3 separate regions of the Mus musculus genome follow, and all the other regions are linked to region 1. Evidence: chromatin contacts called from public Hi-C and Micro-C data. All regions are on one chromosome and are shown on one strand. The core of a region is the stretch at or near the end of the contact, and the rest is flanking DNA. Distances in the headings are between cores, read along the strand shown. Region 1 overlaps Arfip1 (ADP-ribosylation factor interacting protein 1). Region 2 has its middle 42 kb from the start of 4930565D16Rik. Region 3 has its middle 30 kb from the start of 4930565D16Rik.

Region 1 (4,402 bases), core at 716-3,215:
ATCTCATACAGACTTTTTCTCAACTGAGGCTCCTTTCTCTATGATAACTCTAGCTTGTGTCAAGTTGACACATAAAACCAGCCAGTACAGTCACTATAAAATTATAAAGTCTCACGTGAACATGATATATTACTGGGTTGCAATGATTTGGTTGGCCAGCTGGTGTCACTGTGGCACAAGCAATGAAACTGTAACACCTGTTGAAGTTGGTATTTTGGTTTCTCAGTTTTATGAGGTCCCATTTATCAATTCTCGATCTTACAGCACAAGCCATTGCTGTTCTATTCAGGAATTTTTCCCCTGTACCCATATCTTCGAGGCTTTTCCCTACTTTCTCCTCTATAAGTTTCAGTGTCTCTGGTTTTATGTACAGATTGTGTTTTGTTCTGAGAGGCCATCCTCTGCATTCACATCTCTGTAGAGATTATAATGAACATGCTTAGACTAGAACTGCACCAGCACTGCAGTCCTTGCTCCTATATGCAACTCTAGAGATGAGCAAGGCAGGGAGCTTGCTATCACGGGCCTCCACCATCCTCAGCAAAGATGCTGTTATTTTCTAAGTAAAACAATTTTTGTTCTTTAAAGTTTAATCTTCACAGATATAAAGTTACTCTCTAGTTTTGAGCTGTATGTGATTTACAATGGATGCTATTAACAATTACTAAAGAGCAATTGGGTAAAGTGGTATAAATCTGCCAGTCCTTTGCTTATGGGCCAGAGGCCAGAGGCTCAGGGTCATTCTCAGCTACACAGTAAGTTCAAGGCTGACTGGACAACATGAGACTGTCCCCAAAACAACAGAAATAGAAAGCAAAATGAAATGTGATGGATGTTGTTGTCTCGTTTCTTAAATAGTAACTAGATGTTGGCAAGTTGTAGCTTGAGTTAAAGAGAAGCAAGCACAAGTTACACATGGTTGTGTCTTCTTGTTAGTTTAGCTGTGATTGTCAGGTTAGGGAAATTACTTCATTAGATATTGTGGAAATGGAACTTTTCCTGTGGAATGTCCAGAACAAAAGTACATAGATTAGGTGTTTCCCAGCTCTGAACTCCTTAGAAATTGCATACATATAGCAAACTATCAAAACTTCCTATTAACTTTAGGGAGTTATAATCCAGGATCATTAGGACTTAATTACAAAGCACTGTTTGAGTAGGAACATGTTAGAGACCTTTGTCTCTCACTACTTTATTTTACGACAGGCAGAGGAGCCTGGAAGCTCAGACATAGCTCCTAGGATTGTGTAAGCTATTCCTGAAGCCTGTGTGACATGGCTGTAATTTCAGTGAGGGGCAGGAATTTTCATTCATTTCCTTATTTTCATGCCTGGCAAAACTGTTTGGTGTGTAATAGAGGCTTTCATTTCATAAATGTTTTGTGAATGAGCACATTGTTTTGTGAGAGCTGGCCTAGAACCTGGAGGTAGGGGAGAGGTACTCCACGTTTAGATTGACTACATTTTTATCCTTACTTGTGCTGCTTGGGCTGTTGTTTGCTTTTGTGTATAAGCAGTCTTTGTTGTTTTTAAATGACATGTGGAAAATGATAGACTTGGTCAAATAAAGCATGCTGGTATGTGGAGGACATAATTGCCTGAGGAATTACTGATCAAACTAAGAGCTAGACAGATGAAGAAGGATGAAGACTGTCCCCCTCAAAGAGTACCAGTAAAGAATCTAAAGGAGGTATAAAGACCATATTATTTACAGTTCACCTGCCAAAGTGTGTGTGTGTGTGTGTGCACTCGCGCGAGCGCACGTGAGTGAGAGACAGAGAGAGAGAAAGAGAGAGAGAATGTGAATGAATGAATGAATGAATATGAGTGTTGGAGGTGTGGGCCTAAAGTGTATGATGAGAAATGACACTAGAAAGATAAGTAGACCCTGTAAAAAAAAGTCATGTTAAAGTACTAGCTTATTTTACAGGCAGTGCAGCCACAAAATGGTATAAAAATGGTTATCTGTCTCAACCACATTCCCATTTTAGAAGGTTGTATCTGAGCTGAACATGGTGGCACACACATTAAGTCCTCACACTGTGGAGGCAGAAGGATTGTGAGTTAGAAGGGAGCCTGGCCTTCTTAGCAACTTCTGTAGCCAGACCCTGTGGGAAAAAGGGGGGGGGGTGGAGGGAAGGAGGGCAAAGAAAGTTGTTTCTCACTACAGTGTAAAGATTCCATTGCAGGGCTGGCAGGACAAGAGACAAAGAAAACAAGGATAGTCACCAAGAGAAGAGAGGTAAGACCTAGACTCTGGTAGAGAAAATAGAACCATTGATGACACCAGATTATCTAAGATAGACAGGTGGAAAACAACGTGGTGTATGCAGATGAGAGTAGGAGCTGCTGTAGATTGTAAAATCTTGAAGGATTCTTGAATGAGATTTCTTTCTTTACTAATACTCTTCCTTATAGCCCAGAGTAAGAAGGGACAGTTAGTTCTTCTGCAATTCTTCTCATGTGTTTCAGTGTCCTGCACGTCACTAAGTCTTAAAACATTATTGACTACTTTGTAGAACAACACATTCTTATTCAGAAGTAGATTGTTATGCCAAGTTTTAAATTGTGAGTTTTAAATTTTCATTTTGGGATCGAAATGGCTCAGCAGTTAAGAGCTCTTGCTGCTCTGTAGTTAGAACTTGAGTTCACAGCACCCATGTCAGTAGCTCACAGCTGTATCTCTAGCTCCAAGGGATCCCAGGGGTCTCCTGGCCTCCAGAGGTATCCTGACACACACTCAGACACTCACACAAACTCTGAAACTTTTGCATTCTTTGTTTTGTTTTGTTTTGTTTTGTTTTTCAAGACAGGGTTTCTCTGTATAGTCCTGGCTGTCCTGGAACTCACTTTGTAGACCAGGCTGGCCTCGAACTCAGAAATCCACCTGCCTCTGCCTCCCGAGTGCTCAAAATGTGCAAAGCAAAGAGAAATTCCCAAGGTTTGAATGAGTACTCTTTCATAACTTTATAAAATCTACGAGTCTAATTTTGTATCATTTAAAATACTAAAAATGCATATGACACTTACTTGAAGTTTTTAAGGCATCATATTTTCTTATAGGCTAACTGAAAATGACTTTTAAATGTATTAAATACTTCAGTAGAGTTGAGACTTAAGCCATTTTAAGTTTGAATTGAATATCAGTAACATCAAAAAAATGAAGTGGGGATTTGGTTTTCATTATGAACAAACTAATTATTTCTAAAGTATACCTTGTAAAATGTAGGACTAAATACAGTAGCATATATTCAATGAGTTATTAAGCTATGTAGTACCTTATAACTGCACACACAAAAACTGAAAACTAACATTATACAAGGAAGGCACATTTGAAAATTTTATACACTGTGAGTATATATTGTATTACATAGGGAATATAACAGCCTCCAAAATAGACAAGTGGACACACCCAGACTCCTGAATATTATCTCATAAATTACCATCTCATACATTGAATTACTTTGTACCATCAAACTGCTAATCTCTAGTTAGAAATTTGCACCACTTCATTCAGATGTTGCACCTTTTTTTTTTTTTTTTCCATAATGGCAAGAGCTCTGCTTCTTGAAGGATTGCTGCTTTCTGAGTCAAGGAACCCTGGCCACCATGAGGCCATCAATTTTATTACTGATGGTATCGTATCACTTAAAAGTGTCCACAGTCAGAGATCTCTTCCATTTCTGTTTAGACCTTTCCTACTTCACCTCACACCCAGCGCTCCACTCTGCTACTTCTTTTTAAGAATTTACACAGTGCTCTCTTTACGAAAACAATTCAAGTGTCTAGTGGTCTTTCAGCAGTCCCAGGATTCCTGTATATAATTTGTAGACTACTCATATTGGGTGCTTTCTTCCTCCTGTGATGACGTACCCGACAAAAGCAAGCTGGTGGTTATTCTGGCTCACAGTTTGAGAGTCCAGTCCATCAGCACGGAGAAGTCATGGCAGCGACTCTCGAGGCAGGTCAGCTCACTCCATGTTCTATACAGAGTAAGACCCTAGCTCATGAAGTGACCACTAGTATTAGCTGGAATGACTCCCTGGAAGACGTGCCCAGAGGTTTATTTCTACCCTAACTCTAAATCCTATCAAGGTGATAGTGCAGATTAAGGGTTAGCGGCATTCGACTGTGTTTATATTTTTCCTTAGGAGAGCTTATCTTCACTGAAAGGTACATGCCTAACATCCTTGAAAAAAATAGGGAGACTGGAAATGAAGTGGTTAAAGCAGGATGACTTGATCAGATTAAGTAAGGATGTTAAATTAAAACAGCAGAAAATTACAATAAATAAAAAAGCAAGTTCTGAATATTTACGTTTTAATCCTATATTGTAGGGTAAAGTACTATAAAGAAAGGAATTCTCAAACATGTCCAGAGGGTATAGCTCAGTGGCAGGAGAT
Region 2 (4,402 bases), core at 1,121-3,620, 200 kb after region 1:
AGCGGGCCCTGGCCCTTCCCTGTTGTGACCTAGAGGAGTGTAACTTTACTCCTAGCTCTTTCTCTCACACCCACCACCATCCCCTCCAGAGCTGCACAAGCTGCGTTCTGGTGCTTTTGTTCGGTAAGTTCTTGTTTTGTTGATGTTTGAGTGTCTCATTGTGTGGCTCAGGTTAACCTGGAATTCACTATGTAACCAAAGGGTGGTCTTGAACTTGCGATCTTCCTGACTTGGCTGGGATGCTGGGGCTATAGGAAAATGCACTAGGCATTAATTATTATTATTATTATTATTGTTGTTGTTGTTGTTATTATTATTATTATTGTTGTATTGTGTGTGTATTATTGTATTGTGTGTGTATTGTGCGCACTCACATGTGGTATAGAAAATAGGAATCATGAGGAGATCCACAACTTTGTGGACTCAGTGCTCTTCTTTACCTTTATATGGGTCCCAGGGGTCAAACTCAGGTCCCCAAGCTGGCCCTGCAAACACCTTTACGTACTAAATCATCTCATTGGTCCCTACTCAAAAAAAAAGTGGCCCTGATGTCCTGGAACTTGCTTGGTAAACCAGGATGGCCTTGAACTCCAGAGGTGGAATCTGAGGGCTGGCATTAAAGGCGTGTACCATCACTGCCTGGCAAACAAAACAAAACAAAGCAAAACAAAAACAAAAACATCAAACCAAACAAACAACAAAAAAAGGCAACTTTTTAAGAAGTGCGGTCAGTCATCTTTGAGATAGACTAACCTTGCATTCCTGTGCTCAGCTGACCTTCCTACCTGAGGCGTTGCAGTGCCAGGTCTCCTGCTGCACTACCACTGTGCCTGGTGTCTCAGTTAGGATTTCCACCCCCTATGATAAAACACCATCCCTAAAAGCAGCCTGGGAGAAAGTGATGATTCGTCTTACACTACCACAGCACAGCCCACTGGGCAAAGCCAGGGCAGGAGCTCAAAGAGGGCAGGAGCCTGGAGGCAGGCAGGAGCTGATCAGAAGCAATGGCCGATTACTGCTTGCTGGCTTCCTCCCCATGGCTTGCTCAGCCTGATTACTTATAGAACCCAGGACCACCTGCCTAGGGATGGCACCACCCACGGTGGGCTGGACCCTCCCCCACTACTCCTTAAAAAGAAACTGCTCCACAGGCTTGCCTACAGCCTGGTCCTGGTTTCTCAATTGAGGTTCCCTCAGATGACCCCAGCTGTGTCAAACTGATGTGAATCTAGCTAGCACACCTGGCTAGTTTTGACTTTTTTTTCCACGGAGCCTCCATGGACAGACACCCTTACTGTGACTTAACATGGGAAGGAGGGACCCAGAATAGAAGGACATTGTAGCAGCAAGCCTGTACTTAAACCTGTGAAATTAATTTTTTATTAAAAATGACAGCAAACAAAACAGATAAGCGTTACACACACACACACACACACACACACACACACACACGAATGGAAAAGCACAAGGATCCACACACCTCAGGAGGCAGAACAGCCATGTTAATGGGGGCACCAGCCAGCGGCTCTCCAGCTCTGCTCCTCCGGCACGCATGGCTCCCCAGACCTCAAGAAGGATTTGCAGGACCTGTCCTTAGGAGGTGGGAGCCACGGCTCAGGTGAAAGTCAGCCTGTCCTAGCCGCAAGGACCAGTCTTCTCAAGGGATTTCTGATGAATAATTTAACTTCATAAAGTGACTTCTCCACAGAGCCTCCACGGACAGATACCCTTGCAAAGACTGTGATTTAATGCGGGAAGGAGGGACCCAGAATAGAAGGACATTGTAACAGAAGGCATGGGATCACCTGCCTAATCATCGGATCGTTCCTCCTGCCCAAATAACCAGAGCGGGGTCCTTTGAGTCCATAGGTCATCTTTGGGTCTCTCAGGTGATGGGGTCCACTTCCGGAAGATCTTTGTCTGATTAGTAAGCAGAGCCCAGGTCATTTCAGGGCCTCTGTGTCTATGACAGGAGGCCCAAAGTACATAGATTTGAGGCTCTCTCCCTGTGGTGGCCCTATGTTGCAGGTGCTAGGGCTACCAGACTTGTGTCACCCCCAAGGCTGTCACTTAGTCCTGTGAGGATGAAGCCTGGATAAGACCAGATTTTTAAAATTCCCAAGCAAAGCGAAGGACCCGGATGGCAATGTAACTCTAATTCAGGCAACTGTCTCAAAAATGGAAAGAAAGCGCAGCACATCTCGGCAGAGGCAAAAGGCAAAGGAGCCAGGCCGCACCCATTTCCCCCCCCCCCCCCCCCCCCCCGCTGGAGAAAAACAAAACCCGGGGCAGCTGAAGTGGGTGGGGCTGTGGGAAGAGACAGAGGCGGAAGAGGAAGGAGGAGCCCTGCCTATATCCCCGGCTTCCTGGGCCTCCTGTAGGTGAGCAGAGCAGAGAGTAAAGCTAGCGGGGGACTCAGCATTCACCCACCTTTCCCAACAGTCTGGATGTATGCTCTGGAAGGTCGTCACACGGACTGGTTCTGGCAGCAACACGTCATGGACCTCAGCAGCCACTTCCTTAGCTCAGTCTTGCTATAGAACCCTCACCTTACATACGGGTGAACTGAAACACAGAGAGATTGAGTCACTTGCCCAGGTCACACAGCCAATGGCAAAGCTGGAGTTTATGTTCAGGAAATGGGACCCCAGATGTTATGTATGCTCCTTAGCACCAAGTCTGAGAAAAACAGGACTCTCTGCTTTGAAGGTTACCGGTGAGAGTCCTGGAGAAAGAGGAACCAGAAGGATGCAAAGAGATGTAACATGTCCTGATTTTTTTAAACAAACAAACAAACAAACAAAATTATACTAAAATATGTTAGTACAAGCCGGACAGTGATGGCTCATGCCTTTAGTTTCAATACCGGAGAGGCAGAGGCAGGCAGATCTCTGTGAGTTCAAGGCCAGCCTGGACAACCAGGGCTAGACAATGAAACTTTGTCTCAAAAAAAAAAAACAAAACAAAACAAAACAAAACAAAAAAACCAAAACCAAACAAACAATGTATGTATATGTTTGTGTGTGTTTATATATGTTACTGCATAGAGACCATAGACAATGGTTTAGTGGCATACTGCCTACCTGCCTTACTAAGCAGAGGCCCCCAAGTATGATCTGCTTCCCTCTGCATTTCCTCCTTACCCGCACAGACATATATATTCACATCCACAGGATCCATAAGTACCATGTCATACAGATGGTGACCTCTAAAACTTTATGTAAACGGCACGATGCTATGTGACCCTCAGAAACATCTGCTGCTGTCTTCTTAACCTTGTGTCTCCGAGACTGAGAAAGTGCTCTCTGCTGACGCACAAGGATCATGTGCATTTATTTTATTTTATTTTATTTTATTTTATTTTTTTTGTAGCTGTGGAATGTTTTGTTCTTGCTTTTTTTGAGATGAGGGAGTCTCTTTTTATTGCTCAGAATGCTTCCTAACTCGAGAGCACAAACGATCGGCCCTGGCCTCCGCTTCCGGAGGACAAGCTGGCACTGTGCGCTAGGTACTCAGCCCCTGCCTTCCAGTCATCTTTCCAGTTCCTTAGCGCAAGGGGTGGAGCCCGGGGCCTTGTGCAAGCAAGCTTGGCAAGCATTGGACTGCTGAGCTTCTCACACCCTGGCCGTATTATTGGAGCATAATATCTAATCAAGAAGGCCCACAGATCTGCAAAGTTCCAGTTCAAGGAATATATGGAGTGCTTACACGTGTATTACCATCTCACAGCCTAAGGGAAATGACCAGGGCTGGAGATGCGGCTCAGCTGGTAGAGCGCTTTCCTAGACTCACAGAGCCCTTGGGTCAGTCTTCCAGCATTGCACAAACTGGGCTTTTTCACAGTGCATGCTTGTAATCCCAGAACTCGGGAGGCAGAGGCAGGAGGATAGGAAGTTCACTGTCTCCCTGAGGGACTAGAAGTTATGTTTCCTGATAGGTAGACAGATAAGAAGAAGGGCCATGACTAGGAAATAAAGGTGGTGAACTTCCAAGATGGCTGGCTTCTTCCTCATGCTCCTGACCTGAGACAAAAAAGCCTGAAGGCTTAAAACAAAGGACTGGTGGGCTCTCCTCTCCAGCCCCCTGCCTGTGGACTTGTTTACAAAAGCTGTGGATGGTTCATCTCCCCTGCTTTTGTTCTAAAGGACCAACCCTAATCTAGAGGAGGAGGACCTCCTTGAAGATCCTAAAGACCCCAGCCTTTCCAGGAGAGATGGACTTGGCTTCCTGAGCCCCCCTGCTCTACAGAGGGTGTGTGTGTGTGTGTGTGTGTGTGTGTGTGTGTGTGTGTTGGAGGCCAGCCTGGACTAACTACTACAGGAGATGTAAAAAACAAAAACCGAAAATAGATAAATAAATAAATGAACAAACAAATAAACAAATAAATGTAGATTTAGTCCTA
Region 3 (4,402 bases), core at 904-3,403, 130 kb after region 1:
AACGGCAGTTTCAGCCACGAGGGACCCACACACACCCCAGCTCAGTGATGTGGGGAACTGACTTTTTGATTTTAGGGCTCAGGATGCCTCTGCGTGTGGCTTTGTAGGCAAATCTGTGTTTGCTAATGGTTAGTAATGATTTTCAACCTGACAGGGTCTGCATCACCTAGGAGACGAGGCCATGAGTTAGCTCTGTCTTAGATCTGGTTAGTGGAAGTGAGAAGGTCCATTCTTGGGGCTGGGGTCCCAGGCTGAACAAAAAAGAAGAGTGCTCATTAGCACTAGCCTTCACCCTTCTCCCTGCCTCCTAATGTAGATGTGATGTGACCAGTTGCCTCGAATTCCCACCCCCAGGACTTCCCACCATGATGGATGTGTTGGTTTGAATGAAGATGGCCCCAGTAGGGAGTGGCACTGCTAGGAGCCACAATCTTGTTGGAGGAAATCTGTCACTGAGGGTGGGTTTTGAGGTTTCAGCAACTCAAGCCAGGCCCGGTGGCTCTCTCTGTCTTCTTGCTGCCTGCCCATCTAGATGCAGGACTCTCAGCTCCTCTCTAATACCGTGTCTGCCTGCATGCTGCCATACTTCTGCCACGGATAATGGACTAACCCTCTGAAATGTAAGCCAGCCCCAATTAAATGCTTTCCTTTGTAAGAGCTGCCGTGGTCATGATGTCTCTTCACAGCAATGACTAAGACAGTAGACCCTCACTGTGAGCCCAATGGATTCTTTATGTCTAGCAAAGTGAGTTTGTGGTGTAAAGGTTTTCATGGAAAACCTGAAGCAGTAGCGTGTGTGTGTGTGTGTGTGTTTATGTGTGAATGTGTGTGTGAGTGTGTGCATGTGTATAAGTGTGTGTGTGTGCGCATGTGTATAAGTGTGTGCATGTGAGTGTGTGTGAGTGTGTGCATGTGTATAAGTGTGTGTATGTGTGTGTGAGTGTGTGCATGTGTATAAGTGTGTGTGAGTGTGTGTGAGTGTGTGCATGTGTATAAGTTTGTGTATGTGAGTGAGTGTGTACATGTGTATAAGTGTGTGTGTATGTGAGTGTGTGTGAGTGTGTGCATGTGTATAAGTGTGTGTGTGAGTGTGTGTAAGTGTGTAAACATGTGAGTACGTGTGAGTGTGTGTATGTGTGCATGTGTATAAGTGTGTATGTGACTATGTGTGCATGTGAGTGTGTGTAAGTGTGTAAGCATGTGAGTGTGTGTATGTGTATAAGTGTGTGTGCATGTGAGTGTGTGTGTAAGCAGAGAAAGCACCCATATTACCCACTGACTGGCTTCTCTCAGCCAGGGCCCCTGTCCTTCTAAGTTGCACTAGCTAGGACCGAGTGTCCCAGACGCTAGCCTGCAGTGGACATTTCCTAGCTGACCCATAACAGTGAGGGGATGGACTTTGTTAGTGCAGCTTCAGGGAGCCACATACTCCTGCCTCTGAGTAGTGGCTTCAAAGGCTCAGCCAGTGTGAAGCTCATGGCAGAAACTGTTTAGTCTTTCATGCGGGCCTCTTCCAAGGCCTTTCAATTTGTGTTTGCTTCCCGAGCAGAAGAAGGTAGGTCTCCACCTAGATTCCTTGCTTGTCTCCAGCATCCCCTCAGTGCTCCACCCAGGCCCACATCCACCTTGGCAGGACCCAGGCAGCCCTGCAGGCTGGTTTCCATCTGCTTCTTGCATGATGCTTGGTGTTCCTGGTCCCTTGGTTCCACGGTGCAGGAACCAGGCCGGTGCTCTTTATTCATTTGAGGTGCAGAAACTAAGCAAGAGGCAGGCCCTCTTGGAGTCTCTCCTGCCCATCACCTCACAGACAACTAACTCCGCAGAGTCACTTCAGAGTTTCATTGAGTACAAGCTACAAGCTAAAATGTGCAGCCATGGTGTGTGTAGAGGCTGTGGCTCCCCTCTGCCTGCTCCAATTCTGGACAGTCCTCTTCTGTGGCTTCCCTCCTTCACCCAGGCTGTCTTCATTCCCAGAATTCAGAGCAGCAGAGAGGCCAAATGCCTGACTGCCTCCTCCTCGGGCACACAGACATGCCCTTCTCCTTGCTTGGTTCTCAGTGGGTCTTCCTGCCTCCAGGCCAACACCTCACACACAGCTCTGCTGCTGACACTTGCATGCTATTTCATCTATGTGAGGCACTGGAGAACCCTGGGTGAATGGTACGCAAGCCCTGGGGATGGACAGTCGCTCTATGAAGGGTGAGACTGTCCTATGTATAATAGCCACATTGTATGGAAATACTCCGGAAGGGCTGGTGAATGCAAGCCCAGGTGATCTGGCTTCTCCAGCGGGGCAATTAATTCCTATTTGGATGGTGGATGGGAAAGTTTTATGAAGCAGGTGGCATTAAAACAATTTAATAGTTAGAACTGGCTGCTCCACCCTCCAGGAAGAGCAAATATGTGTATGAAGCTATGAGATGCTCCAGGGACCTGGCAGAGCAACTCAGATGGCTGGCATGGTGGGATGGCTCAAGACAGCTGCTCTCTGCCACTCAGGAACAAAGGATTTTCATGTTTTATGAGCAGGCCTGTTAAGTCGGAGTATGCCCATGGGCCCTCGGCCCTGAGGTGGAGAGAGAGCTGGGCCAGTGTACCACACTCCTTCCCTCTGGAAATGCATTTCCTTCTTTTCTAGAAGGGCCTCTAGCAGCTTGGCTTGCCTCTCCTGACTGTCGCAATGAACACCTGCGGGCCTGAAAGAGGACATTGTTTCCCACCCGAGCCTCCCACACCTGGGTGGGTGGAGTGGTGGGTTTCACATCCGGGGACTCTCCCACCCAGCCTCATGCCTCACACTCGGAGCAGTGACATACTTGCCCTGTGCAGGGAGACCAGGGGCCCCTGGACTCCAGAAATTGGGGTGACTGGCTAATGAAGCAGTGGGTGTGGCCCCTAGCACAAAGTAAACAACTCCCTGGGCATTGCGAAGTCAGGCACAATTTCTTAAAGAGGTAATTATCTTAAAGAAAACGATTCTCGGAGTTCGTCCATCCCTTGGGGGACAACATGTCCACAATGGGAAAAAATGTGGAAGATTTCGGCTTGTTTGTTTTTCTTAGGGCACTGGAGCCACCCACAATGTCAGTTATGGAAAACAACATGTGAATAGTGAGAGCCCACAGGACAAAGGACTAAAGCGAGAGAGTCCTGAGCAGGGAAGGGCGAGGCCCAGGCCTGTCAGTGGGATGAGGGACAGGAAGCTAGCAGCTTTCTGCACTCTCTGCACTGGGCTGGGCTGCTGGGGCAAGGCCTGGCTTTAGAAAGAGAGTGAAGACAGCTCGGCTGGGCAGAGCACTAAGATGAGCTTCCAAATTCAGTCAAGTGTCTAACCTTCATGGGAGCATAAAAGCCCAGAGGAAAGGTGGGTCAGAGAGAGAGAGAGGGAGAGAGAGAGAGAGCTGGTATATGTATTTGTATATGCATGTGTGTGCATGCATGTGTGCACATGAGTGTGTGTGTGTGTGTGTGTGTGTGTGTGTGCCTGTATGTGTGGTGAGGGAGGAGACCAAGATACGGCAGGGCAGTTAATAGGAGTTGGGCCCTTGGGTACCTGGGAATTCCTGGCTGCTCAAAACCACCTTGCAGTTCATCAATGCTTCTTGCTGCCCTAGCCCTGCCATAGAACCGAAATGTTCTTCACAAGTTGGGCGAGGAGCTAGGAAATTAGAAGAAGCAGCTTCAAGCTTTCAAGCACTAACATTTTAGCAAACAATCCCGAAACTGCCTGCTCCCACCCACCCCCCCCCCACCCCCCGTAGTTAAAGATGAACCAGAAGAGCCTCCTGCGGCCCTCAACTGGCCACAGAGCTAACGGCTGGAGTAAATATAACCAGCCACTGGCCCAAAGCTAACAAGAGCTAAAAGGTAAGCTTGAGATAATCCAGTTAGCTATTGTCTGTCTCAGACACCCACCAGTGGCCCAAGGAAGTGAAGTGTGGTTTTTTACACACAAGGCTCACACCATCCTAGGCAAAACACAGCCTTCAGGTCTGCTCCAATGAAAAACTCAACAGAAACCGTCGATGGCTCCACCCCGAGTCTCTTTCTCCCTTCTTGCAAGGTGAACTACCATTTCTTTGCACACTGGCTTCCTTAGATGTTTCCCTTAGCCTTTCTTCTGGTCTCTGGTTGTCTGAGAAGGAGTTGGGGGACCAGGCACCCATAACCTTAAGCTGCCTCACCCAAGAACAGAGGTTATTTCGCACCCCCCCCCCCCGCCCTGCCCCACAGCAGCGAGAGACAGAAGTTTCTAGTCTCATGTTTCTTTCCTCAGAGGCTAAAGAACAGGCCCATGATGAGCCACTGAGCCACCCTGGGTATGCATGTCCCCAGTGTTGTCTGTGGAGCCCTGCCAGACCCTCTGTACTGACATGGGGCAGGCTGGTATGGTCTATCTCTG

What was found. Hi-C and Micro-C count contacts between places; a contact is called where the count stands out from the background.
Region 2: a Hi-C map of the G1E-ER4 cell line shows a contact between it and region 1, with 4 times the contacts expected there. The contact joins two enhancer-like sites. A contact is called at or near these places in 1 of 39 promoter capture datasets (hippocampal neurons), 7 of 15 datasets of contacts at CTCF or cohesin (CD8 T cells, the G1E-ER4 cell line, the NIH/3T3 cell line and 3 more), 165 of 484 Hi-C or Micro-C datasets (the 63-12 cell line, the AML12 cell line, the AtT-20 cell line and 99 more), 47 of 115 datasets of contacts at active chromatin or transcription factors (the 230-238 cell line, CD8 T cells, the HPC-7 cell line and 31 more) and 2 of 9 other capture datasets (embryonic stem cells and embryonic tail).
Region 3: a contact with region 1 is called in a Micro-C map of the G1E-ER4 cell line, with 2.4 times the contacts expected there. The contact joins two enhancer-like sites. A contact is called at or near these places in 3 of 484 Hi-C or Micro-C datasets (the G1E-ER4 cell line and palatal mesenchyme) and 1 of 115 datasets of contacts at active chromatin or transcription factors (bone marrow-derived dendritic cells).

What each region holds. Positions count from the first base shown.
Region 1 is chr3:84,538,409-84,542,810 of GRCm38.p6, reverse strand. All of the region lies in intron 2 of Arfip1 (ADP-ribosylation factor interacting protein 1), which reads left to right. Among named protein-coding and RNA genes, the nearest start is that of Gm35410, 42 kb to the left of the region's middle. Within about 2 kb of position 1,965, at least 2 of the 459 cell types and tissues checked have an H3K27ac peak or open chromatin away from gene starts, as enhancers often do. A contact at or near this core is called in the G1E-ER4 cell line, where this site is marked.
Region 2 is chr3:84,335,724-84,340,125 of GRCm38.p6, reverse strand. No RefSeq gene overlaps it. Among named protein-coding and RNA genes, the nearest start is that of 4930565D16Rik, 42 kb to the left of the region's middle. Within about 2 kb of position 2,370, at least 79 of the 459 cell types and tissues checked have an H3K27ac peak or open chromatin away from gene starts, as enhancers often do. A contact at or near this core is called in the G1E-ER4 cell line, where this site is marked.
Region 3 is chr3:84,407,737-84,412,138 of GRCm38.p6, reverse strand. No RefSeq gene overlaps it. Among named protein-coding and RNA genes, the nearest start is that of 4930565D16Rik, 30 kb to the right of the region's middle. Within about 2 kb of position 2,153, at least 20 of the 459 cell types and tissues checked have an H3K27ac peak or open chromatin away from gene starts, as enhancers often do. A contact at or near this core is called in the G1E-ER4 cell line, where this site is marked.